Linked DNA regions of Mus musculus: regions 1 and 3 are each linked to region 2. The links are chromatin contacts, called in public Hi-C and HiChIP or PLAC-seq maps. All regions are on one chromosome and are shown on one strand. The core of a region is the stretch at or near the end of the contact, and the rest is flanking DNA. Distances in the headings are between cores, read along the strand shown. Region 1 has its middle 13 kb from the start of Gm36732. Region 2 overlaps Babam2 (BRISC and BRCA1 A complex member 2). Region 3 overlaps Babam2 (BRISC and BRCA1 A complex member 2).

Region 1 (2,881 bases), core at 135-2,634, 160 kb before region 2:
CCTCATGGGGCACAGATGCCAAAGATGTGGGCAAACAGGTTTGAGGAATACAAAACCAACTTGAAGCTTTCTCCTCTTCCTCAAACAAGGCACCCAGCCTGAGCCCTCTCTCCTAGACCATAAGAATTCTTTCTAAAGCTGTGCGTCCTCCTCTTGCCTTTGCTAAAGTCCTTACAAGCCTCTGAATCAAACCTACTTACTTACACACACTGTCCCAGCCACCCAGACTCTGCCCCCGAACCCTTGCCCCTGGAAGCCCATGATCTCTGTCAGTCCCTGACTCCTGTCTCTGCCTTTTGAGACCCATATGGGGACCCTATGAGTTCTGTCCTTCCTCTTTCTGTGTCCTGTCCCTGAGGCACCTTCATCTCCTGCTCGATGTCTGAGTTGGTCCTTCTACCCTGGCCTCAGTCACTGGCACCTTCCCTGTAATTGGCAGCTTCAGAGGGTGGGGCTCAAGGCTCTGTACCTGTACCAAACCCCACTTGCTTTTATGAGTGGCACAGCCGCTGGTCATCCTGCACTGATCCCTACCAGAGATCCCCGGGGGACCAGCAGCTTAGCAAAGGCCCTGAGGCTGTCCTACCAGAGGCCTGAGGTTGATGGGGTTAGAGGCCATGAGGAGGAGATGGGGGGCAGAATGTGAAGAGGAAGGCAGGGACAGAGGCTCACCCACACCTGCTGGCCACTCAGCAGGGCAAAGATCACCCCAGTTAGCACTGGGACACAGCTACTGGACAGGAGGACCACTACAAAAGCGGACACAAAAATGCCCTTATCTCAGTGAGAATGAAGTTTCCCTGTCTATCCCCTGTCCTGGCAAGGCCCCAAATTTCCAGAGGGAAGGTGTCTGGACCACTCACAGGCCAGACTGCTGGGTTTACTGCTCATGCCACATGACTGAGCCCCAGAAGCACCCACCTCAGTCCACCCAAAGACCAGATCCCCCCACTCCTGCTTTATCGATAGCTCTGGGTGCAGCTTATCCCATCCGAACAGCTGGAAATGGGCTCCCAGGATGCCGGCAACTCCTAAGAGAGGATAATAGTCAACCACTGACCACATTAGCCAGTGACTTCTTACTCTTTCATGCTCCTGCTAAGCACTTACATGTGTTGTGACTTGGTGACTTCACCAGGCAGTTCCCTGAGATGGTTCTGGAGGCTACCGCGAAATGGTTCTAAGCCTAGACGGGATAACCATATGCTCACCCAGCCTGGAATAGTCCCATCTTACGTCTGTTATCTCAGAATCAGTACTGACAGACTATCGTTCTCATGCTCACATTGGGTGACTGCTCATGGGCCCTGCTCAGAGACAGCATCATGTGGCTGTCCCTAGAGGAGCAACGGGGCCGGAAGAATCAGACACCAGAGGGCAGCAGTGAGCTGTGTTTGTCTGGCTTGTCTCTGGCAAGGCACTGGTCCCATGGTAGGATAGGTGGAGACTAGCTGAGGAAGTGCCCAGACAGCTTCCTTAGAGCTCCAGCTCTGTTCAGGCCTACTACAACCCAGCTGGGTCCATCTCTTCCATCTGCCCAACAGAGAGAGCCCAACTAAACATGAGAGTCCAGGAGGGAAGAGAGACACTAACTAGTCCCAGTCTACCCAGCCTGGCCAGCCTCCTGTCAGGCCCTACTGTGGGCTTCACAGTAGGCTTAGAACACTCTGACTTTGATGAAACATACAGCAGTTCCCACCATGGCACGTGGTTGGAGATGTTTTTAGCCTTACCAATTTTCTCTGTGTAGAGAGATGCCTCTCTCTGCAGTAGGCAGAGATGAGCATCAAGACACAAGGGGGCATCACTTAACGCAGATGACTGTTTTGGCAAAGAAGCAAGTCATTGTATAATAGAAGTCAGAGTGTCAGACAGAACCTCATTCAGACAGACAGACATCTATGCATATGGTAGAGAACAGACTGTCACTTGTTTGTCCAATATGGTTCCAGACGACAACTGTTGTCCTGACCCAATGATTACTAACATCCCACCTCTTGCGGTGTCCCAGTTTGGAGAATCGACTACACAGTGCTGCCTACGAGGCATCAACTATGTGCCAGGGTTGGTGGCAGACCTGGGGGATGGGGAGGGAGATGATGTCCCAACTGCCACTCTCCAGGACTCACTGTTGCTGCTTGAGGACACAGACTGGGAAAGGAATGGAGAAGGTGGGGATGGTCACACTGCTAGAGGTCCCCTCAAGAACCTGCCAAGAAACATCTATGGATAGATCTATCTTTCTTGGTTTATTCAGAATTTTTAATATTTTAATATTTTTCCAGCTTTATAAGCTGCTTTAAAAAAAACCCAAAACAATTCACTATGTAGCTCATAGCAATTCTCCTGCCTCAGGCTCCCAAACACTTGGTTTTTTTTTTTTTTTTTTTAATTGCATGTATCTATTTGTCTCTGTGTATGCTGGGCAAACAGGTGTATGTTCTCTACATTCTGTATAGGGGTACACCTACAGATGAAGGTCAGAGGGGCAACTTGTGGGAACTGGATCTCTCCTTCTACCATGTGGGTCTCTTGCTCAGATTCAGGTGGTCCAGCTTAGTGGTAAGTGCCATCATAGGCTGAGCCGTCTAGTCAACACAAGCTGGATCATTACAGGCGTGTGCTGTGCGCTGCTACAAGTGGTGCTAATCCATTTTCTGGTGTGTGTGTGTGTGTGTGTGTGTGTGTGTGTGTGTGTGTGTGTGTGCCTATCCTAGAACCAGGGATGCTTTCGAGGTGCAGGTGTCTTAATGCCAAATCCCTTACCAGCAAGCCCACAATCCACTCTTCCAAGCCCCTGCCTTGTCTGTAAGCCTCCTTCTGAGTTAGATCCTCTCTGTGTCCTGCTCAGTTAACTTGAGGGCACCCTCTGGTGGGCAGC
Region 2 (2,700 bases), core at 41-2,540:
ATGTTTGCTGAGTTGACTTAAATATACATAGGGCTTTCCGTGACAATAGGACATTAGCCTGTGCATGTTCTGCTGTTCCTGGTAACAGTACTACTGACACAGCAGGTTTGGAGCAAAGACGACAGATGGTAAAAGAGGCAGCTGCCAAGTGTCAGAAATGGCTGCAAGTGGCTTGGGACAGGCAGGCAAAGGGGAGAAAACATCCTGTCTCTTTCTGAAGTACTTACTTTTTGCAATCATTGTTGATGTTTCATTGATAAGTATAGTTACATTTATTGTTGGCTATAAACAATCCAATAATAGGTCTGCAAACTGAAAGGGACCACTTTCTGTACATATAAACAGACAGGTTACACTCTAAGGACTTAACTCTAAATAAACTGTGTAATTAAGTGACAACAGGAGCTAAGTGTGTGAGGCTATGCCTTGATGACAATTGGGCTAGCAGAGCTCAGCATCTGAGAAGAGAGAGAAAGCCTGTTGGATGAATGTACACTTGCACTGACCAGGCTGCTCATCTACAGAGAAATCTTATGTGCATGAGTAGTTGTATAATTTTTTAAGCATGAAAAAAACATTTTAAAGCCAGGGGTAGTGGCATGTGCTGATCATACCAGAACTCAGAGGGAAAGACAAAAGGATCAGGACTTCAAGTTTGGTTATAGAGTAAGTTTAAAGGCAGCCTGGGGCACAAGGGAACTTATTTTTTAAAAAGAAAGAAAAACACTTGAAGAAAATATTATTATATTCTTATAACTCTGACCATAGGTAAACGTGGAATGGAAAGCCTTTGGAAGTTTTGTTTTGTTTTGTTTTTTTGCAGCTCATGAGAACTAATATGCTAATATTGTAGGCTAAAGATTTACACACACACACACACACACACACACACACACACACACACACATACACACACACACACTCCTGGTTTTAGGACGTGCTGGCTGGACATGGGAGTGGAGAAGCTGTGAGACTGAATACTTGGGTCAGAAGAGCCAGTGTGGTGAGATGCACTGCAGTGTGACGCAGCAGAATGAAAAGACATCACCTAGCATGGATCATAAACAGATTCTTTGAAAGACCAGAGACGAAGATCAATCAGTCCTTGCTTAAACATTGGATGGCTGCCTGGTACAAAGGCCTATTTTGCTTTGCTATGTAATTTCCTCACTACTTAGCTACAAAAGCGTATCAGAATTGAATTCTAGTGCTCTGTCTAAATGGGAGCTGAGTCACAGGTACCTGATGCTGTGTCTGCAGGCTGAAGTGGATGACTCACGTCTGTGAAATTCTGAGAGAAAGTACCACCCGACCCCTTGCTTAGTCATCTTTTGCATGGATGCTGGGTTCATGAGCTCTGTAAACTATAATGAGCTATCTAGCCTTTTACCATCTCTTTCTTCTTTTCTAAACAGTACAAATTACAGCTCTAAAAATAACCTCATCTACGCAAGTGAGTCACTGTGACCTAACAAGCTTCCACAAGTAGTTACCCAGCTCAGTTGTGATATTTACTTGTGAAGGTACAAATCTTGTTGTCATATTAGCCCCCATTTTCTTCTCCCTCAAGCTTCAGATAAGAATTTGGTGAACTGGGGAAAGGAGAAGGGAAGAAGGTTTCAGGGAACATTTTTTTTTTTTTAGGAAAAAAAAAAAAACATAATGTACCCAATGCTTGAGATGTTCAGGATTGTAAATAGAGCTTGTGGGGAAGGAATTCACTGGAAGCTATCCCTGGGCTTGAGATGTTTTTCAGTTTTTCAGAAGGTTTGCCTAGCATTTATAAGACCCAGGGTTCCATGCCCAGCACTGCATAAACTTGGGTGTGGTTGTAAGATCAAAAGTCCAAGGTCGTCCTAGGCTACCTAATGAGTTTGAGGCCACCCTGGACTAGAAATCCTGCTAATCAATCAATCAGTCAGTCAGTCAAATAAGTAAAGCTATTCCTACCAGCATATGAGAGCTAGAATTTTAATATTTTAGGCTAAAGACGTTTCTCTTAGTAAGGAGAACATATTGACTATGGAAAGACATCTCTTGATAATTCTATTTTCTTAACAATTCTGGACTGTAAATGTATGACTTTTTTGATAAAAGGCATAGCTGCGCCAATAAGTTTGTATGCATTAAATGTTCATCTTTGGATCCTAGAGACATACACTAAGCCTTGGCACTCTACCTGTCCACTTGGCTACTTTCTGACGCTCAGGCCTGACCTCTGGTCTTCAGATTGCCTGGTGAGACTTCCATTGCCAACTCGCTGTCTTCCTACCCCAGCCTGTACAATGAATTCAACCAGGGGCAGGAAGCGGCTGTCTCCATGGAGCTCCTCTCTTCACGAGTGAGGCAAAGCTGCTCAGATACCAAAGTGCCACTCACTCACACTCTGGCTTACTTGGGGAGACTGGAAAGGAACAAACTTCCTACTACCACCAAGCCTAACACTTGCCACCACTGTCCCAGCTTCTCCTGTCAGAGGTCAGACCTCTTGGCCTCACCCAGACAGTCACGTGAACAGTCGCAACTAGCTGCTGAGGGTGCTTAGGGATAGAATGATGAAATCATTGATTTAGCTGAAAACGTCCCCAGGAAATAGGCTACAAAGCCCATTGACGGCTCCAGCCAGGCAGAGGCTGAGTCACTCCAGTCCTTCCTGACTCCTTGATTTATATTAAATAGGTCAGCTGGATCACCTGAATC
Region 3 (2,700 bases), core at 65-2,564, 170 kb after region 2:
CTATGAGATGGAGGAAGAGTCTCTGGCCAAACAATCATCAACTATGGCCTCTAAACTACTAGCTCAGCTCTGTCTGGGTCTACAACATGGCGGCCCAAATTCCTTCAGTGGATCAAACCTCTTATCTTACTTTCTCCAGCAACAAGCATCAATGTGAATAGCACATATATAAGGTACCAGCATTTCTATCCAAAATGAAGATACCAGGGCACACTTGTACGAGAAACACTGCTTTCCACATTGACTTACTCAGTTCCTTAGTTTCAGAAAGAACAAAAGGAAACGGATAACCAATTACTACTTCTGTTGCCTTCATTATCTATCTGTGTCATGGGCTGCGTGTGGGGTTTTGCTGTTCCTTTTCTAATTTTTCTCAATACAGCGTACTCAATAAATGCAGATCACTGAAGGATAAAATATAGGCATGCAAATGAAGAGTTGCATTTATTTCAAAGATGGCTACCTTTTAAGCCTGGGATAAAGACAAGCATTAGTCTTGTTACTTTGAAATTAAGCCAGACCTCATGGACACAATGCACATGTACAACATTCTGCTCACGAGAGCACACAGCAGCAAAGAGCAGCCATCACTCAGGGAGAGTGGAAACAATCTTCCAAGAAAGAGGGAGAGTGATTCTAGTTAGAACTGGAAATATAGGGAAAAATGGAAAACATTTAATAGTCGCTGAAGAAAATGTGCTAAAGAATCAGGTTTGTAAAGCCCAGACATAATAAGAGTCCCAAACAAAATGGGAACCACAAATTTTAGGGAAGCAAATTAGTATGTCTCTAAGGATTTCTTCCCATGTTCAACCGTCAGATTACAGAAAGGGGCAAAGCATGTGGTGTCAACCACAGTGAACAAGGTGGACAGTTAGGAGGGCTATGGGCGTGGGGCTGACGTACAGACTTGCTAGGCAGATGATCATGAGTGATAGGCTAAAGTCCAGAAGTGGCTCAAGATGTGGAAGTGTGGAAGAGGCACTGGTTTGAGACTTACTAAGCAGAGAAGAGTACTAGGGCTTCAGAAACAAGAGGGTTAGGAGAAGGTAGGCAGAAATGGGAGGGCAGAGAGCCAACGTGGAGATAGAGAGAAACTGGCAGGCTGGACCAATGATGAACCAGCATCGTATGTGTCATAAACTATGGAGAACAGCAGCAGAGGGTAGGGAGAAATTATGACCCAGGTACTGAGGACACATATGAAATGGAAACAAGCCCTGGACTGATGGAATTAGCAAGGTTTCTAGAGGAGAGTGATGCAGGCAGTCAAAGGAATAGGATTTTGTATTTTCACAGTGAGTCAGCAAAACTGAGAGAAGGTGAAGCCAGTTTCCACATAGGACCAGAGCTGAACTACATAAAGGAGTCAAGGAGTCAAGGAAAGAGCTAGGGAACATGTCTCCAAATGAGAACCCTACACTACTTCTAGCTGCTGCTGGGTTGACCAGATTACTGAAGGACAGAATTAACTAATAAAGTACCCTATATGCCAAAAACCAAACCAAACCAAACCAAAAAAAACAACCAACCAGAGAATGCACCAACTATTATCATCTGGAGATTTATCATCATTCTTCCTCAAAGATACAATTTGACCTAGGTATTACATTCATTTCAAATAAGATATACAGACAGAAACAAGCAACTTGCCCAAGGTCTGGGTTGGGGCAAAGCTGACAGTGGAACTAAAGTGTAACCTGATATCTTTCCTGTTCTCAACCACTAACAGAACTCAGATGACATCAAGCATTCCCTCTTCTACTACGTCTGCTTTTAATAAAAATCATAAATCATTTAGTTATGTGATGTCAATTTCAACCACATCAGAGAACAACCACCCCACATTTCCTTGCATTATGATAAGAATGCAATTGTGCCTTCCTAGAAATGCTACACTGGTAACTTCTAGGTGAGAAACAGAACATGCTAAAAACACAACTGTGCTTGACTTTCAAGTTACCGACAACCTGGTGAATGGGCTGTTTTGTTTTCCCCACAGCAATATTCAAGATCACATCTTAGACTCTGGGTTTCTGTTATTTTGTCTCAATGTTTCCTTGCTTTCAATGAATATAAACAATTTCAGGTTGGCTCAGTTTTATTACAATTGATCATTACAAATAAAAACATCTTTGGAACATCTGAGAAAATATCCCTGTGCTGTTCAGGTTGCTAGGTCATTTCCATATCCAGACTATAACTTGGTCTTGGTCTTCTGAAAAATAATGGAACTAAAACAGAGTAAAGAAACCATGGATATCTCCTACTTTGGATGAAAAGAGTTCTGTTTAATTTAAACATACATACATAAAGACAGACAGACAGACAGACACATGGGCATATACACACATGCACACACACACAAACACAGAGAGAGAGAGAGAAGGAGAGAGAGAGGGGAAGGTAGGGGGAGAGAGAGAAGGAGAGAGGGAGAGAGAGGGAGAGAGGGAGAGAGGGAGAGAGGGAGAGAGGGAGAGAGGAAGAGAGGGGAAGAGAGAGAGAACTGGATTTCAATTTCTGATTCTCTTGCCTTCAGCCCCAAGTGCTAGAATCCTGGGGATATCACCACACCAGCCACACCAGGCTGCCTACATTCTTTTTGGCCAGAAAATAAGAGAATTGGTCAAAGAAGGGTAACAGCTCAGCATCTAGAACTCTGAGAGGGCCCGGCATAAGGTATCTAGTGGGAAGGCAGGT

The links. Hi-C and Micro-C count contacts between places; a contact is called where the count stands out from the background. HiChIP or PLAC-seq counts read pairs in DNA pulled down with a chosen protein or histone mark.
Region 1: a FOXA1 HiChIP or PLAC-seq map of pancreatic cancer cells shows a contact between it and region 2. The contact joins two enhancer-like sites. A contact is called at or near these places in 11 of 39 promoter capture datasets (the 3T3-L1 cell line, 3T3-L1-derived adipocytes, cranial neural crest and 6 more), 18 of 484 Hi-C or Micro-C datasets (the HL-1 cell line, the N1E-115 cell line, Th2 cells and 9 more), 5 of 115 datasets of contacts at active chromatin or transcription factors (bone marrow-derived dendritic cells, embryonic stem cells, fibro-adipogenic progenitors and 2 more) and 1 of 9 other capture datasets (adipose tissue).
Region 3: a contact with region 2 is called in a Hi-C map of embryonic fibroblasts, with 2.8 times the contacts expected there. The contact joins two enhancer-like sites. A contact is called at or near these places in 5 of 484 Hi-C or Micro-C datasets (embryonic fibroblasts, muscle stem cells and uterus), 1 of 115 datasets of contacts at active chromatin or transcription factors (fibro-adipogenic progenitors) and 1 of 9 other capture datasets (adipose tissue).

The regions. Positions count from the first base shown.
Region 1 is chr5:32,196,409-32,199,289 of GRCm38.p6, reverse strand. No RefSeq gene overlaps it. Among named protein-coding and RNA genes, the nearest start is that of Gm36732, 13 kb to the right of the region's middle. Within about 2 kb of position 1,384, at least 115 of the 459 cell types and tissues checked have an H3K27ac peak or open chromatin away from gene starts, as enhancers often do. A contact at or near this core is called in the HL-1 cell line, the N1E-115 cell line, adipose tissue and 7 more, where this site is marked.
Region 2 is chr5:32,034,526-32,037,225 of GRCm38.p6, reverse strand. The region is part of intron 10 of Babam2 (BRISC and BRCA1 A complex member 2); the gene reads right to left. Among named protein-coding and RNA genes, the nearest start is that of Gm52770, 37 kb to the right of the region's middle. Within about 2 kb of position 1,290, at least 115 of the 459 cell types and tissues checked have an H3K27ac peak or open chromatin away from gene starts, as enhancers often do. A contact at or near this core is called in the HL-1 cell line, the N1E-115 cell line, adipose tissue and 7 more, where this site is marked.
Region 3 is chr5:31,859,660-31,862,359 of GRCm38.p6, reverse strand. The region is part of intron 6 of Babam2 (BRISC and BRCA1 A complex member 2); the gene reads right to left. Among named protein-coding and RNA genes, the nearest start is that of Gm52770, 140 kb to the left of the region's middle. Within about 2 kb of position 1,314, at least 58 of the 459 cell types and tissues checked have an H3K27ac peak or open chromatin away from gene starts, as enhancers often do. A contact at or near this core is called in embryonic fibroblasts and muscle stem cells, where this site is marked.